Regions from separate parts of the Mus musculus genome. Here regions 2 and 3 are each linked to region 1. A link is a contact called in public Hi-C data. All regions are on one chromosome and are shown on one strand. Each heading gives the region's core, a stretch centred on a gene start, on an enhancer-like site or on the middle of the called end of the contact. The rest is flanking DNA. Distances are from core to core; before and after follow the strand shown.

The links. Hi-C and Micro-C count contacts between places; a contact is called where the count stands out from the background.
Region 2: a Hi-C map of bone marrow-derived macrophages shows a contact between it and region 1, with 25 read pairs. The contact joins two enhancer-like sites. A contact is called at or near these places in 1 of 39 promoter capture datasets (the C10 cell line), 7 of 484 Hi-C or Micro-C datasets (bone marrow-derived macrophages, cerebral cortex, embryonic stem cells and 4 more), 3 of 115 datasets of contacts at active chromatin or transcription factors (bone marrow-derived dendritic cells, bone marrow-derived macrophages and heart atrium) and 1 of 9 other capture datasets (liver).
Region 3: a contact with region 1 is called in a Hi-C map of bone marrow-derived macrophages, with 22 read pairs. The contact joins two enhancer-like sites. A contact is called at or near these places in 3 of 484 Hi-C or Micro-C datasets (bone marrow-derived macrophages and cerebral cortex).

Annotation. Positions count from the first base shown.
Region 1 is chr13:9,870,886-9,875,939 of GRCm38.p6, forward strand. It overlaps a transcript of Chrm3 not described here. Among named protein-coding and RNA genes, the nearest start is that of Gm40665, 77 kb to the left of the region's middle. Within about 2 kb of position 2,391, at least 52 of the 459 cell types and tissues checked have an H3K27ac peak or open chromatin away from gene starts, as enhancers often do. A contact at or near this core is called in bone marrow-derived macrophages, where this site is marked.
Region 2 is chr13:10,250,419-10,255,472 of GRCm38.p6, forward strand. The region is part of intron 1 of Chrm3 (cholinergic receptor, muscarinic 3, cardiac); the gene reads right to left. Among named protein-coding and RNA genes, the nearest start is that of Gm26861, 110 kb to the right of the region's middle. Within about 2 kb of position 2,848, at least 41 of the 459 cell types and tissues checked have an H3K27ac peak or open chromatin away from gene starts, as enhancers often do. A contact at or near this core is called in bone marrow-derived macrophages, where this site is marked.
Region 3 is chr13:10,208,107-10,213,160 of GRCm38.p6, forward strand. The region is part of intron 2 of Chrm3 (cholinergic receptor, muscarinic 3, cardiac); the gene reads right to left. Among named protein-coding and RNA genes, the nearest start is that of Gm26861, 150 kb to the right of the region's middle. Within about 2 kb of position 2,880, at least 12 of the 459 cell types and tissues checked have an H3K27ac peak or open chromatin away from gene starts, as enhancers often do. A contact at or near this core is called in bone marrow-derived macrophages, where this site is marked.

The sequences.
Region 1 (5,054 bases), core at 1,141-3,640:
TAAAATTCTGCACCTTTGGCATAGATGGGGATATAAACACAATACATGCCTTTCGCTCACAAAGATACTTTCTTTTTTGTGTAGTAGCTTCTCTACCCATCCACATGCATTAGAAGAATGAGGTTATGTCTGCTGACATAACCCCTAAGTTATGTCAGCAGAAATCAGTATGAGATCTGCTTCCCCATGTGGTTCTCCCTCCTGTCTGCACAAAATCTTTTAGATCTCTCTGACATGGGAAAAGAAACTAGGAGACTGGAGCAACAACTCAGTCGGCATCGTATGCAAGCATGAGGCCCTGAGGTTGGATCCCAGGTACCCGTATAAAAAGTCAGATGGGAGTGTGTATCTGTGACCAAGGTGATACGTAGCGGATATAAAAAGGTCCCTGGGGCTGGTTGGCCAGGTAGTCAGCTGAATCAATGAGCTTCAGGTCTGTGTGAGACATGTCTCCACTAATAAGGTAAACAACAAAGGAAATACCTGACATCAACTTCTGATTTCTAAATGTGCACACATACAGGCATGAACACACATATACACAAAGAAAGAAAGAAAGGAAAAAAAAAAGAAATTAGGACCTTGCTTAAACTGTGTTCTCTACTAAGTTCCAAGCGTGAACCCTCCATAGGAGGAGCCTCTATGTGCATAGGAGGCTAAAGTTGCTTTTGGACTGGAGGAGAAACAGGTCTAACTGCTTGTAGGAAAGGATACAAGACTCTCAAGCAGTAAGTTCCCAGCCAAGACCAATGACATCTAAGGACGTGTTAAGTGAACCCAATGACCTGCCACGGGCACAGTGAGAAAGCCCATGTTTATATGGTCCCCAGGCCCTCTCCACTCAGGTGGTATTGGTTTGGAGGTATGACGGGGTCATGGAGAGCAGCTGAGACTTGGCACTGGGAGAGGCCATTGGTGCAGCTGCAGTCAGAGGAGCAGTGGGATCCCCAGGACAGAAGGTATCATAGAGAAAAGTTGAAGTTTTGCACCAGGAAAAGAGCCCAGGAGAGGCTATTGGTGAAACTACAGCCTGGGTACACATTGGTTTGCACGTGTGTGCACTTGCTATAGCATGTGTGTAGAAATCAGAGGGCAACCAATGGGAATCAGTCCTCTCTTTCCACCATACAGGTTCTGGGGATCTAACTCAAGTCATCAGGCTTGGTAGCATGTGACTCTACCTATTGAGCAATTTATTTATCCACAGCCCTACTTATTTTTATGCATGTATGTGTAGGTGCATGTACACGTGTGTGTGTGTGTGTGTGTGTGTGTGTGTGTGTGTGTGTGTGTATGTATGTATGAGGCTGGAGTACAACCTCACTTATCATCCTCAGGAAGTCTGTCTACCTTGTTTGAGACAGTGTCTCTCATTGGCTTAGAGTCCCCCAAATTGGCGAGACTGAGGCTAGCAAGCCCGGGAGAATGCTTCTGCCTCGGCTCACACCACGCCTGCCTTTGGGCTGGGTCTCTCTTCCAAGGCAAGCACTGCTACTAAGGCAAGCAGTCCTCAGTCCTTAGAAGCTGACCATTTAGAGGCAGGAAAACAACAGTATGTGTGACTTAAGTTCTTAGAGAGGCAGTAAAGTTGCCCTTGAGCCTAGGATAAGCTGGAACTGTTACCAGATAGATCTGCCTCACCCTGCATTGAATAAAAATACAGACTTCTCTCTCAGGAGAAGTATTAGAAAATGCTCAGTTTAGGTTGAGAAGAAGGTGATCTCGATTTTTAAAAAGATAAGTCTTTTGGTGGCTATAGTCCTGTGAGGAATTCCACCACAAAACCAGAAGCAGCTCCTGCTACCTGGGGACTCTGTGAGGCCCGCTGAGGTAAGGAGGGTGAGCAATTTATGGTGCAAGGGACCTTTGAGACTGAGATCGCTGGTCTTCGGACAAGCCTGGGCAGCTCTCTACATTCTGGCCATGGGCATGGCTCAGTGGCTAAAGATGCTGCCCACCAAGTCTAATGACCTGAGTGATCCCTGGAACCGACATGGTGGGAAGAGAGAATGGACTCCTCTGAAGTGCCCTCTGATCTCCACATGCCTGCTGTGGCATGTTTGCACACATATACCAAATAAGTGCAAAACAAAAAGAGTTCTTCACATTCCTTTGAGGTATCAAAACACATACCTTTCTGGGTATTTAAAGCTTGGAACGTCCAGTGGTCTGCTGGGTATGTTCATTGCCGTAATTGATCACTTTGCTCTTCAACGTGACTTGTTTGACACCAGGAAGTGGGCTAGAAGTGTTAGTTTGAACATTGGGAGGGAATCCAGAGAGTTTGCATGATCTGACAGGTGTGTCTGAGGACATGTGACCAGACCTGACAGAAAGAGACACAGGACTCAGCTCCAAGAACAAACCATCTAACTTCCTGTGGGTATGTATGCCCTTCTCTCTCTCTCTCTCTCTCTTTTTTTCTTTCATTTTTGTACATCTTGAGACAGAATCTGATGTATGCTAGGCTGGCCTTTGAATTCTGCATGTAGCAAAAGATGACCCTGAATCTCTGTTCCTCCTGCTTCAACCTCCTAGTGCTGGGATTGCAGGCACGTACACTGTACCTGATTTACACAACGTTGGGCATTGAACCCAGGGCTTTGTGCATGCCAAACAAGTTACCACTTGAGCTCAGTGTCCCCATCTCTGACTCATCTCCACTTGGGGAAGTCAGACATCCCTGTTTCACCCTGGGTTCCTCTTTCATATCACCCTAGGGTACACCAGCCTTTGCTTCTAGATTGGAAATCCTTTTTCTCTCCCCAGGGCAGGGATGACCAGTCGCCTTTTCAGCTGATCTCATGTTAAGTTCCCCTTTCACCAGCTGCATGTAAGCTCTGCCCACTGCAGTATGGGAAGATTAGCAAAGGGAGTTGACAAGTCTTCTAGGTCATTCATTAATCTTTCACATGTTCAATGCTTAATTCTTTGTTTTCTTTCTCTAAGAGTCTAGAAGTAATACATATTAAAAGGTGACTAAAAATGGGAGCTGGGCTAGGCTTAGGGTCAAAAGGGGCTCAGAGCAATAGAGAATTAGAACAGCAAGACCATAGGGTAAAGGGTAGGTAAGAAAGACTAAAGCAAGGGAAATAGGCAAGGCCTGGAGGACAGTGTATGTGTTTGTGTGTGTGCATGTGTGTGTGTATGTGTGTGCATGTGTGTGTGTGTGCATGTGCATGTGTGTGTGTGCATGTGTGTGTGTGTGTGCATGTGTGTGTGTATGTGTGTGTGTGTATGTGTATGTAAGTGAGCATGAGACACAGAAAGATGTGGAAAGATTAGAGAAAAAGAGGAAGACACAGAGAGGCAGAAAACTGCAGAGACAGAGGCACAAAGAGGGAGATAGAGGAAGAGAGAAGAGAGAGACGGACAGAGAGACAAACAGAGAGACAGACAGAGAGAGGAGAAGGAAAGGGAGGGAGAGGGGGGAGGAGAGAGAAGGAGAGAAAGAGGAGGAGGAGAGGGAGGGAAGGGAACGAGAGGCTCTCTCAATGTCTCCATATGTGGTATACTTTAGCTTCAATTATTTTCCTCTCCCAATTAAAGTGGATAACCCTGAAATCTCTGAATGTCTCATTCTTACGGGATGGAGTAGTTCTACTCTAAGGCAGGGGATAAATTACGATCTTCAGTGCATGCCGAATGCCTGCTCTAGGACAAGCCATTTTGAGAAATGCCCATGTAATGCATGCAGTCACAAATGCTCAACTGCATCTTCAACTAAACCTCTAAGCTTTTCATTTCCAAAGAATCTATTTTGTTTATTTTTCTTTTCTGAAATGACCCAACAGTTGGACATACCTTTCCATAAACAGTCAAGAGACATTAGAAGCAGCTTTTGCTTGTAAGAGGCTTATTCATCATAATGAACCTGGTAGCTAGCAAAAAAGGAGAGTTAGAATCTTAGGGGTTTTGTGGTTTTTAAACTATTGGCATCTTGGACAAGAGGCTGGAGATAATACTGTTTAAGTAGACTCTCAGTTTGCCCTTGAATTTTTGCTCAAACTCAGGAGTTTTCTACTTTTTTTTTTTTAATAAAAGGAAGAGATCTTTGGGGAAGAGGACAGAATGGGAGCTTCCAGGAAGACTGGAATTACTGATGTACAGGTGTACAGTGAGACTTATATGAGAATCCACATATTTAATAATGCCAGGCCAACTCGAGTAATAAAATACAGATGCAATAGCTTACCGGATGCTTCCCAGGTGGAGAATGTGGCTTTTGCACATCAGTTCACACAGGAAAAAATAGTCTCAGGTTTCCCTTGATCTATTGCTTAAATGAGGGCCAAGAATTAAAAGAAAATCCTACTATGACATGGATTTTCTTTTCCTTCCTTGCACTGTGGTTCCAGACACCATTGCCTTGTTGGGTCACATCGGGTTAGCTAAAGAGTGGTTTTCAGTGACAAGGGCTTACTACCTGGAAGGACTCAGCTGCTCTCAGATGGCAACCAGGTGATGGATTTCTTCTTCTTGGCCACACAGAAAAAGCTCACTGGACATTCGTCATGGCTGGAGTAGACCCTAAAGAATCAACCTCAAAGGGTACCACAATAGAGGGAGTCATATTTATCAACACTAAATAAACACATGGTAAAGTATGCATAAATATTCTTTATATAAACATGACACAACATTAAATAGTTCAGGTACAGACACACCACTGAGAACACACCCACTGATGTCAAAGTTGGCTGTAAACACCACCTCACACTGAATACAAAAGCAGCTTTGGCCCCAGCTCTGGGTTCACAACACAGATGGATGCCCTGCACAAGGGAAGGGTTCTCCACAGCCCTCCCACCCCCCACCCCACCCACTCCCCACACAGACCCAGCAGAAGGAAAAGAAGAAACCCAACAATACAGCAGCCAGGAGAATGAGAGCAGCAGGCCCCTCCCCCAGAGAGAACATGGTGCACTTGAGGCAATTCAAAGGATGATGCAAAATTCAGTTGTCACAATGGAAAGAACTCAATTTTGAAGTAATGCTTTTTCAAGTGCAATTCTTTCTTCAGAGGACACATAGCTTCCTAGACACCAACCATT
Region 2 (5,054 bases), core at 1,598-4,097, 380 kb after region 1:
ATTCCAAGTTCCAGAGAAGAAAATAAGATCACTAAATAAATGGAGACACAACTTGAGACTCTTAAGGTATTATTTTTTGCCACCTTGCTGTATGCATTCAAGGCAAAGCCAATCAAACCTTAGAGGGATATTATTATTATTATTATTATTATTATTAAGAAAATTGATTTAATCATATTTAGAAGCAAATGAATATCTAAATTCTGAATGATAGGATTGGAGAACTGGTAGACCTGATCTCAAGCTATACTCTAAAGCCACCCCAATCAGGGTGATGAAATGTTGAAAGAACAGACAGAATAAAGAGCCTACAATGACATACAGACATTCGACTGACTTTTAGTAAAGAAGCAAGGATAATGTTATGAAGCAGAAATAATGTTTTCAATGAATCATACTCATCTATATGCAAAATAAAAACAGAATCTTTCAATAGTCATGCAAACTAACCTGGTGGATAATAGATTAATTTATATAAAAATTTAAAAGAATGTAGCTGCTAACCCCTGGACTCAACTGTTAATATTTATCCATAACACCCAAAACATGATCCTTGGGAGAGGTAACTGATAGGTAAAGCTTTGCTAAAAATAAAGATGCTCACTCTGCAAAGACCTTGCCAAGAAGAGAAGGTAACACACAAACTAGGAAAGAACATTTGTGGAGCACACACCTGTTAGAGGATTGTCATCTGAACTATGCAAAGGACTCTGAAATCCCAACCATGAGAAAAGGGTAAGAAAATAATCAAGTTACAACATAAGACAGACACCTAACAAGACTCTTCAGCCAAGAATATGTGCAAATGGCATGTCAACACAGGAAAACATATTCAAACTCACATGGCCTTAAGGAATAAACTGGGGATGGAGAGATGGCTTATTGATTAAAAGCTCTTGTTTGTCATAGAGAGGACACCTGGTTTGGTTCCCAGGAGCCACACAGTGACTCACAATCATTCACATATCACAATTCCCGGGAATATGACACATTCTCTGACCACTGAAGACATGTTGTGATATACATACATGTAGCCAAAAATACTAACACACAGAAAAATGAAATAAAAAATTGAAAAGGGCTTAAAAATTAAGGAACAGAAGACACACCTAATGGGACAGCCCACCTCTAAAACACTGACATCACGAAATCCCAATAGGACTCTACTGACGGAGAATTGCTAGTGGAACTTAAAATGGCTCAGCTTATATTGAACAGAATTTCACTGTGTTTCACAAAATTAAACATAGCCTAACCATATGATCCAGCGATTGCACTCCTTGGCACTCATCCAAACCAGGGATAACTTAGGTCCCCGTGAAGCAGATCACAGATGTTTATAGCAGTTTTAATCATATCTGCCAAAACTTGGGAGCAACAAGATGTTCTTCAGTAGGTGAATGAGTAAATAAAATGTGGTACCTTTCAGACAATGGAAATTTGCTCCATTCTAAAATTAAATGAGCTATTGAGTCATGAAAAAAAAAGGAAGATACTCCAATGAATATTGGGAAGTGAAAGAAGCCAATCCTAAAAGACTGCTTGTTGTTAAGACTCCATCTGTGTGCATTGTGGAAGAGACAAAACTAAAGGAAGCCAGGGGCAGTAAGGAGGTAAGCATAGCTAGGGTTAAGGAGAAGAGGAAAGAGAAAGGGGTAAAGAAGCAAAGTATAAATGACCGTTGGGCAGTGGGACTACTCTCTATGACACTGTGATGTTGGGTAATTGACTCTGAACCTTTGTAAAAACCCTTAGGACTACAAGTTTAATGCGAGTAAAGCCCAGGCTGAAGTGATAGCTCAGATGGTAAGGTGCTTGTCTTCAAATATATAAATCTGACCTTGGACTCCCAAAACTCACATAATAAGCCCTGTGCCATCAATTCCTGTACCCAAGGTTCAAGGAACATCATGAAAGAGGGGTTCAAAAAATTATGAGTCAACTGTGCCTCCTAGGAATGATGGGGAAGCTTCAACTCTGCTACTCCACGGCTGCCTAAATAAGAGTGGCAAGGATACCACCAATAGACATGGAAGGGGAAATCTTAGGATGCCCCAAACCTAGACATAGAACTACAGATGACTAAGGAATGCTGAGGGTGGGAGAAACAGTCTCATCTAGGGATGAGTCCCCTAATTGATTATATAATATCAAATGGTCAGTTCAAAACTCATACAAGTAAGACAAAATTCACTGAACAGGTTATATTTACATGTTTAGGCATATATTACATATGTATGTATGTATGTATGTATGTATCAATAATAATAAATGGGGAAACAAGCCAGGTGCTCTGATGAGCATTTGAAATCCCAGAGGTGGGAGGTAGAGGCAGGCAGAACCCTGAGGTTGGTCAGCCAGCCTGTCTAGACGACTTGGTGAGCTCCAGAGTAGTGTCAAACAAGCATTTTGTCAAACAAGATGGATAGCAACTGAATAATGACATTTAAAATTGTACTATGGATTTCATGTGCATATGCATAGATGTACACACACACACACACACACACACACACACACACACACACACACATACACAGAACCCTAATGTAAGCTATGGATTTTTAATAGCAATGATGTGTTGACAAAGGTTTGTCGGTTATAACAAGCACTGTACTTGGTTTGGGATGGGGCTGGTGGGCATGCTTGTGGTTGGTTGCCTTGGGATAGGTACCATATGAGAACTGTCTGTGCTTGCCATTCAGTCTTCCTAAAACTGCCTTCCACAGTAAGACTAAATACTTTTTAATAAGTTATGTCATAGTGAACTGTCACTCAGGGTGTGGTTTTAACTGTCATTTTCATTCACAAAACTCAACTCTTATTGAAAGAGGAAGTAGCATGATAGCTCTTCAACAATTGCTGGAACCCTGAAACCAGGAAGTCTGTCCACAATGACTCTCCAGTGCCTTGAACAGTGTCTGTCACTGCTGTCAGTGTTGTAACCAATGACTAATTAGATTCATTCATATCATAAATCATTAGAAAGAATTTTATAATTTATTAAAAGTCACACAGAAATTTGTATACACACATTTATAATTTTATATGCACACACACACATATGCTGGAGAGATGGATCAGCAATTTGAAGCACATATTGCTATTATAGAGGACCTGAGTTCAGATTCCAGCACCAACATCCAGCAGCTTACAACCACCAGTAACTCTTAGCTCCAGGGGCTTCAATATCCAATGTTTCCTGCCTCCCATGGTACCTAAACTTATAAGGCACATATTTCCCCATCACCATACACACACACACACACACACACACACCACACGCGCGCGCGCACTCGCATACACGCACACACACATATATATGTATATATAAATAACAACAAATCGTTAAAAAGTCACATTTATGTAGAGACTGCCATATCCAGGGATCCACCCCATAATCAGCATCCAAACGCTGACACCATTGCATACACTAGCAAGATTTTATTGAAAGGACCCAGATGTAGCTGTCTCTTGTGAGACTATGCTGGGGCCTAGCAAACACAGAAGTGGATACTCACAGTCAGCTAATGGATGGATCACAGGGCTCCCAATGGAGGAGCTAGAGAAAGTAGCCAAGGAGCTAAAGGAATCTGCAACCCTATAGGTGGAACAACATTATGAACTAACCAGTACCCCGGAGCTCTTGACTCTAGCTGCATATGTTTCAAAAGATGGCCTAGTCGGCCATCACTGGAAAGAGAGGCCCATTGGACTTGCAAACTTTATATGCCCCAGTACAGGGGAACGCCAGGGCCAAAAAGGGAGAGTGGGTGGGTAGGGGAGTGGGGGTGGGTGGGTATGGGGGACTTTTGGTATAGCATTGGAAATGTAAATGAGCTAAATACCTAATAAAAATGGAAAAAAAGTCACATTTATATATAACTCAAAAATTATAATCGTTAGAAATCTTAGAAAGCATATGAAAAACAGAAAATGACAGGATTAACAATAAATGGTATTATTTGGGAAATAATATAATAACAAAGCTACAAATGACGCTACAGAGTAAAGAGCTATAGGGCATAGGATCATGTTATGATGGCAATTTTCTTACAGTACCATCATTGTTATCAAGTACATTTATATTATATACATTGAAAAATGTAAAAATATATCATTTGAAAATACATTGATATTGGATTAACTTCATAAATCTGGATTTTGTTGTCAAAGACAAAGTTTCAGAAATATAACTCAAAATGTTACATCCCTCCAATACCAAAAGATACATCAATGACATGAGTATGAGTGTGGGACACAGAGACATCTCCCAATGTCCTATGGAGGTCTACCTAAAGCAAAGAAAGGTCAGACCTAACTGTGGAGGTGAAGCTGGAAACAGATTCTGTAAGGACCCCTGATCTGCTTTCCCTGGGGCATCTGTCAGCTCACTCACGAAGGAACCTTAGTTATAACAGCTTCTTGGACTCAGATCTGTGTGATAGGGATTTGGAGTGGAAGTTAGTACATGAAGCTACAGCACTTGAAGAAAGACTGGACACTGAAAACAGAATGACCATCAGCAGAAAGACAGGGAGGGGGACAGGAAGGAAGAAGGACATTGGGATCTGGGTGGTGGGACTAATAACTGCCTTTCACATGATGTAATCAAGTTTGAGTTCTGCAGTTCTTGCTAAATAATGATGGCATTGGTGTGCACAGGACAGAGATGACAGCCTGAGCAATGAGCTTCAGCTCATCTCTGCTTCACAGACTCTCTTTCATTGCAGCTGTTTCCCAAAGTCTCTAGACATCGGTGCAGTTAGACTACTGGTGATTTAAAGGTATGGGCTGTCTCTAGAGCTCAAGGAGTTCCCTTCGTTTAGTGAAGTCCCAGATGCAAGCCCTGAATCCTACAAGCAACTAGCAAATATAGGGTTGTGCAACCCCAGGTAGCAGATCTGTGTTGCTCTCGACTGTGGTCAGAGAAGTTTCTTTTTGTAGAGGGCAGTAGTGAATGCAAAGACCCCCAATTGTTCAAAGTGCTGAGAATGGGTGACTGTGAGCATGCAGCCATAGATGGAACATCGATATCAACTGCACATCCTCCA
Region 3 (5,054 bases), core at 1,630-4,129, 340 kb after region 1:
AGCCAGAGCTTCTTCCCTCTAGCCTCCAGTGTAGCCCCACTGATAGCATGATTGTGAATTCCTGTCCTCCAAAACCGTCACTTGTAAATGCTAATTTTGGGAAACTTTCATATAGTCACAATAGAAAACAAATATATGACATTTTATTTTTTCCTTGAAATTTAAATTACAATAATTAAAGAGACTCTTAAGTGAATGGAAGCACACTCTTTAAACAAAAATTTTCATAAGCTATGTGTGTGTGTGTGTGTGGGGGGGTGTAGCTATGTCTCTTTAATAACCCTGGAGCCAGCTAAAGCTACAGCTTCAGTGAAAAGTCCATTTTCCTCTCTAGAAAAATATGTAGTCGTTAGGACATGCAGTGCTGCTAATAAACCTGAGACTGGAAAACAGTATTAAATATGTAGGTGATATATTGAATAGAATAACGAATTACATGCAAATAACCCTGCAACTCAGTTTGTTCTGCCCACATACTCCATGGTGGGGGTAGAGGGTGATTACTCACCAGGAGCCACACATTTTGGGTTACTTTTTAAAAATTAAAAAAGAAGACATGAAGCTGGAGTAAGTAGTGATGTCAGAGTGGATCTAGGAGAAGTTAGGGAGGGGATTAACTGCTGCAACTCATCAATGTGTACTATAGGACATTTTCAAAAAATCAATACAAATATTATAATTGAATATAAATCTTTCTTTGACCACATTAACATCTTCTAACATCATACAATTTGGATATATCCACTCACACTTTAGTTGCATTAAATATTCTCTCTGTCTGCCTGTCTGTCTGTCTGTCTGTCTGTCTCTGTGTGTGTGAGTGAGTGTGTGTGTATGTATGTGTGTGTGTGTGTATATATATGTTTGTATGCTGTATAATATTGTCCATTATTTGGAGATTCCCAACTACTAGTTCACAGAAGTGGACCAATACTTATTTAGGAAAAAAAATCATATCCAGTGTTATAAATGTAGTAAAAATCCTACTTTACTGAGTTTTAGTGGTCAGAGTACTCTCTGCAGGCAAGCTCTCCTCTTGCAGGGAAGGTGCACAGATATCTGGCATTCAGACCTGCCTCCTGGCAGAAGATGAAGGCCTGAAACAGGGTCTGCCCCAGAAGCTGTGTAGCTTTTGTAGTCCACATTTGAGGATGTGGAGAAAGAGGAACACTCCTCCATTGTTGGTGGGATTGCAAGCTTGTACAACCACTCTGGAAATCAGTCTGGCAGATCCTCAGAAAATTGGACATAGTACTAATGGAGGATCCAGCAATACCTCTCCTGGGCATATATCCAGAAGATGTCCCAACTGGTAAGAAGGACACATGCTCCACTATGTTCATAGCAGCCTTATTTATAATAGCCAGAAGCTGGAAAGAACTTAGATGTCCCTCAACAGAGGAATGGATACAGAAAATGTGGTACATTTATACAATGGAGTACTACTCAGCTATTAAAAAGAATGAATTTATGAAATTCCTAGGCAAATGGATGGACCTGGAGGGCATCATCCTGAGTGAGGTAACCCAATCACAAAAGAACTCACATGATATGTACTCACTGATAAGTGGATATTAGCCCAGAAACATAGAATTCCCAAGATATAAGATACAATTTGCAAAACACATGAAACTCAAGAAGAACGAAGACCAAAGTGTGGACACTTTGCCCCTTCTTAGAATTGGGAACAAAACACCCATGGTAGGAGTTACAGAGACAAAGTTTGGAGCTGAGACGAAAGGATGGAGAGACTGCCACACCTGGGTATCCATCCCATAATCAGCCTCCAAACGCTGACACCATTATATACACCAGCAAGATTTTGCTGAAAGGACCCTGATATAGCTGTCTCTTGTGAGACTATGCCGGTGCCTGGCAAACACAGAAGTAGATGCTCACAGTCAGCTATTGGATGGAACACAGGGGCCCCAATGGAGGAGCTAGAGAAAGCACCCAAGGAGCTAAAGGGATCTGCAACCCTATAGGTGGAACAACAATATGAACTAACCAGTACCCCCCCCCCCCCGGAGCTCTTGACTCTAGCTGCATATGTAGCAGAAGATGGCCTAGTTGGCCATCATTGGGAAAAGAGGCCCCTTGGTCTGGCAAACTTTATATGCCTCAGTACAGGGGAACACCAGGGCCATGAAGTGGGAGTGGGTGGGTAAGGAAGTTGAGGGGGGAGGGTTTGGGGGACTTTTGGGATAGCATTGGAAATGTAAATGAAGAAAATACCTAATTTAAAAAAAATTCTACTTGACATTAGACTTCTGGCTTATTTTTCAATGTTTAACTAAAATGGTCATTATTTTGCAAAATTAATTTTAAACTCTGATTTCAATTTGCTTTATCTGCTCTTCATAATGTGGGCAGAGATCCACTTTCTGGCAAGCTTATTCAATTTGTAATTCTTCAGTCCAATTGAGTAAAGTGAGAAATATTAAAGACTGCTAAGAATTTAGCTCATAGCTCAACACACACACACACACACACAGACACACACACACACACACACACACACTCATTCTCCCTCCCCCCCCCCCGCTATTAAATCTTTGCAGAGCTGGCTTCCAGGAAGCTTACCATGGTTTTGATCTATTTCCTGTCTATTACCATGCTCATGCTAAAGAGGAATGCTTTAGCTCAAACAGCAGCTGGATGTCCCAGAATAGTAAATTACTCCAACATTCTTCTTTTCTTCCTCCTCCTCCTCCTCTACTTCTTCTACTTTTACTTTTACTTCTACTTCTACTTCTACTTCTACTTCTACTTCTACTTCTACTTCTACTTCTACTTCTACTTCTACTTCTACTTCTACTTCTTTAAATGCAGGATATCCTCATTTCTCACAACTCTTTGTTTCTACTTTAAATTAGTTTCCTATAAATAGCCTCTTGTCCAATGTCTACTTAGCTCTCCACAGAATTAGTCACCACAAAGAGAGCCCCCACTATGTTGGTTTCATGTCTATTTAAAGTTAGAAACAGTTTTGGGGTGTGTTTTACAAGTGCACTGACTGTAGTCCTATGCAGATGTGTATCTTCTAGTGCACTGGGGGTGTTCTGTTCCATCAGTCTCTGCATTATTCCATAAGACAGACTCTCACTGAACTGGATTGCTGAGACTTGCTTGCAGCCTTAGCAATCCTGTTTCAGAACCTGCAGGCCTGATGTTACAGGCTACAGGCAAGTATGTGACCACAGCTGCCTTCCTAGGTAGCTAGCAGGGATGGGGATTCAAACTTGGGTTCTTGTGATTTCCTCTACTGTGCTATCACCCCTGCCTTTGTAGAAATCTTTTATAAGAAAAACACCCTGATCTGGTACAGGTTCCCTGGTACTCTAATGATGTGCTACCAATTGAATCAATCCAGATAGAAGAAAGGTTGGTCATCGTCCTACAGACATCAGAAACCTCTATTTTTTTTTTTTTGTGGCAAAACCATTACACCCCTCTGAAATTATCTTTATACTTTCCTGAAAGGTCATGAGTGACATTTCACATCTAAAATCAGCTCTTCAAAATTTCAATATTAAGTCTGATATAGTGGCTAAACAGGGCATTGTTGGAATCCAACAAAAATATTTTTGATTTAATAATGAAGTAGTTAGGAGACTTGTGCTTTATGTGGTCAAATTTAACAGAAACTCAAGTCATTACTAATCAAAAATATTAGAATGAGTTTTCAAGTGATTGTTGAAAAATCCTGTGGGAAGCCCTTATGGAATACTTGCTTTAGATATCATCTAATAGGGATGAAACTCTACAATCATGACCCAGTCCAGAGCTTTTGCTATTTATTAGTGCCTTTCTACTAGACTGAGAATATGGAGATAGAGTGCTTAGTTAATAAGACCTTTTCACAGACTATAAAACCCATAGACTTATGGAAAGGATTTTAAAGGGAAAGTGATGGGAAAGAGTCTTGCAGGGGTGGGGGAGGGTTATATTAGTGGTCCAGTAAGCATAAGGAGAAAGAAAGGTAGTGTTGGTAAAGGAACATTGGTAGATGTCTTGGAAATTTCTAGGTACAAAACTAACGAATCCCCTCCTTTTTTCCTTTTATTATTAGATATTTTCTTTATTTACATTTCAAATGTTATCCCCTCTCCTAGTTTCCCCTCCAAAAATCCCCTATCCCCTCCCCCTTCCCCTGCTCCCCCTACACTGTGAATGGCTCTACTCTGGGTTACTTATTACAGCAGGACAAACATACAAAGAGTGCATTATTCCATTTTATCTACTAGATAGTAAAATAAACAAAGGGACTGACTCAGGTGACTCGGAACTCTTTCACAAGGCATTTTTGATCAGAATGTTAAGTGTGATGAGACATAATCAAGGTAGAAGAGAAGGGGAAGGCCTTCTAGGTCAGAGGACATGGATTAGTTTACCATCCATGTTCACTGATTGAAGATTTGAAAATGTTGGATTGTGTGGGGTGCTGGTCAAGGACTCATATTGGGTACATGTGAGGTTTATCTCACTATGTGTATAAAAAAACACTTCTTATCTCTACTGGAAATACGTCTGTATCTTCAAAACAAAGAGGGTTTGGCTATTGAAGATACACACAGAGAGTAAAACTATCAGATGTTTGTGCAGTGGCTTGAAAGAGAATGGCTCCAAAGGATCATATATCTGAATGCTTGGTCCCCAGTTGGTTGAACTATTTGGGAAGGATTAGAAAGTATGACCCTGTTGGAGTTGATGTGTTGCTGAAAGCACACTATGAAGCTTCAAAAGCCCTCCCCCACCCTCTGCCTCATGGTTGTATTTTAAGATGCAATCTCTCAGTTACTTCCTCAGTGACATACCACCCTGCCTGCTACCTTGCTCTCATCATGACAGTCTCTAACCCTGTAGAACTGTAAACCCCAATTTAAATTTTCTACTCTAAGTTGTCTTGGGCATGATGTCTTATCATAGCAATAGAAAAGTAACTAAGTGTGTTGCAATGAATCTGATGTCAATGCTAATAAAATACCAGAAAAGACTGACACTGTACTCTAAGAAGAGTCAAACTATAAAACCAAAGAGCCACGTAGACAAGT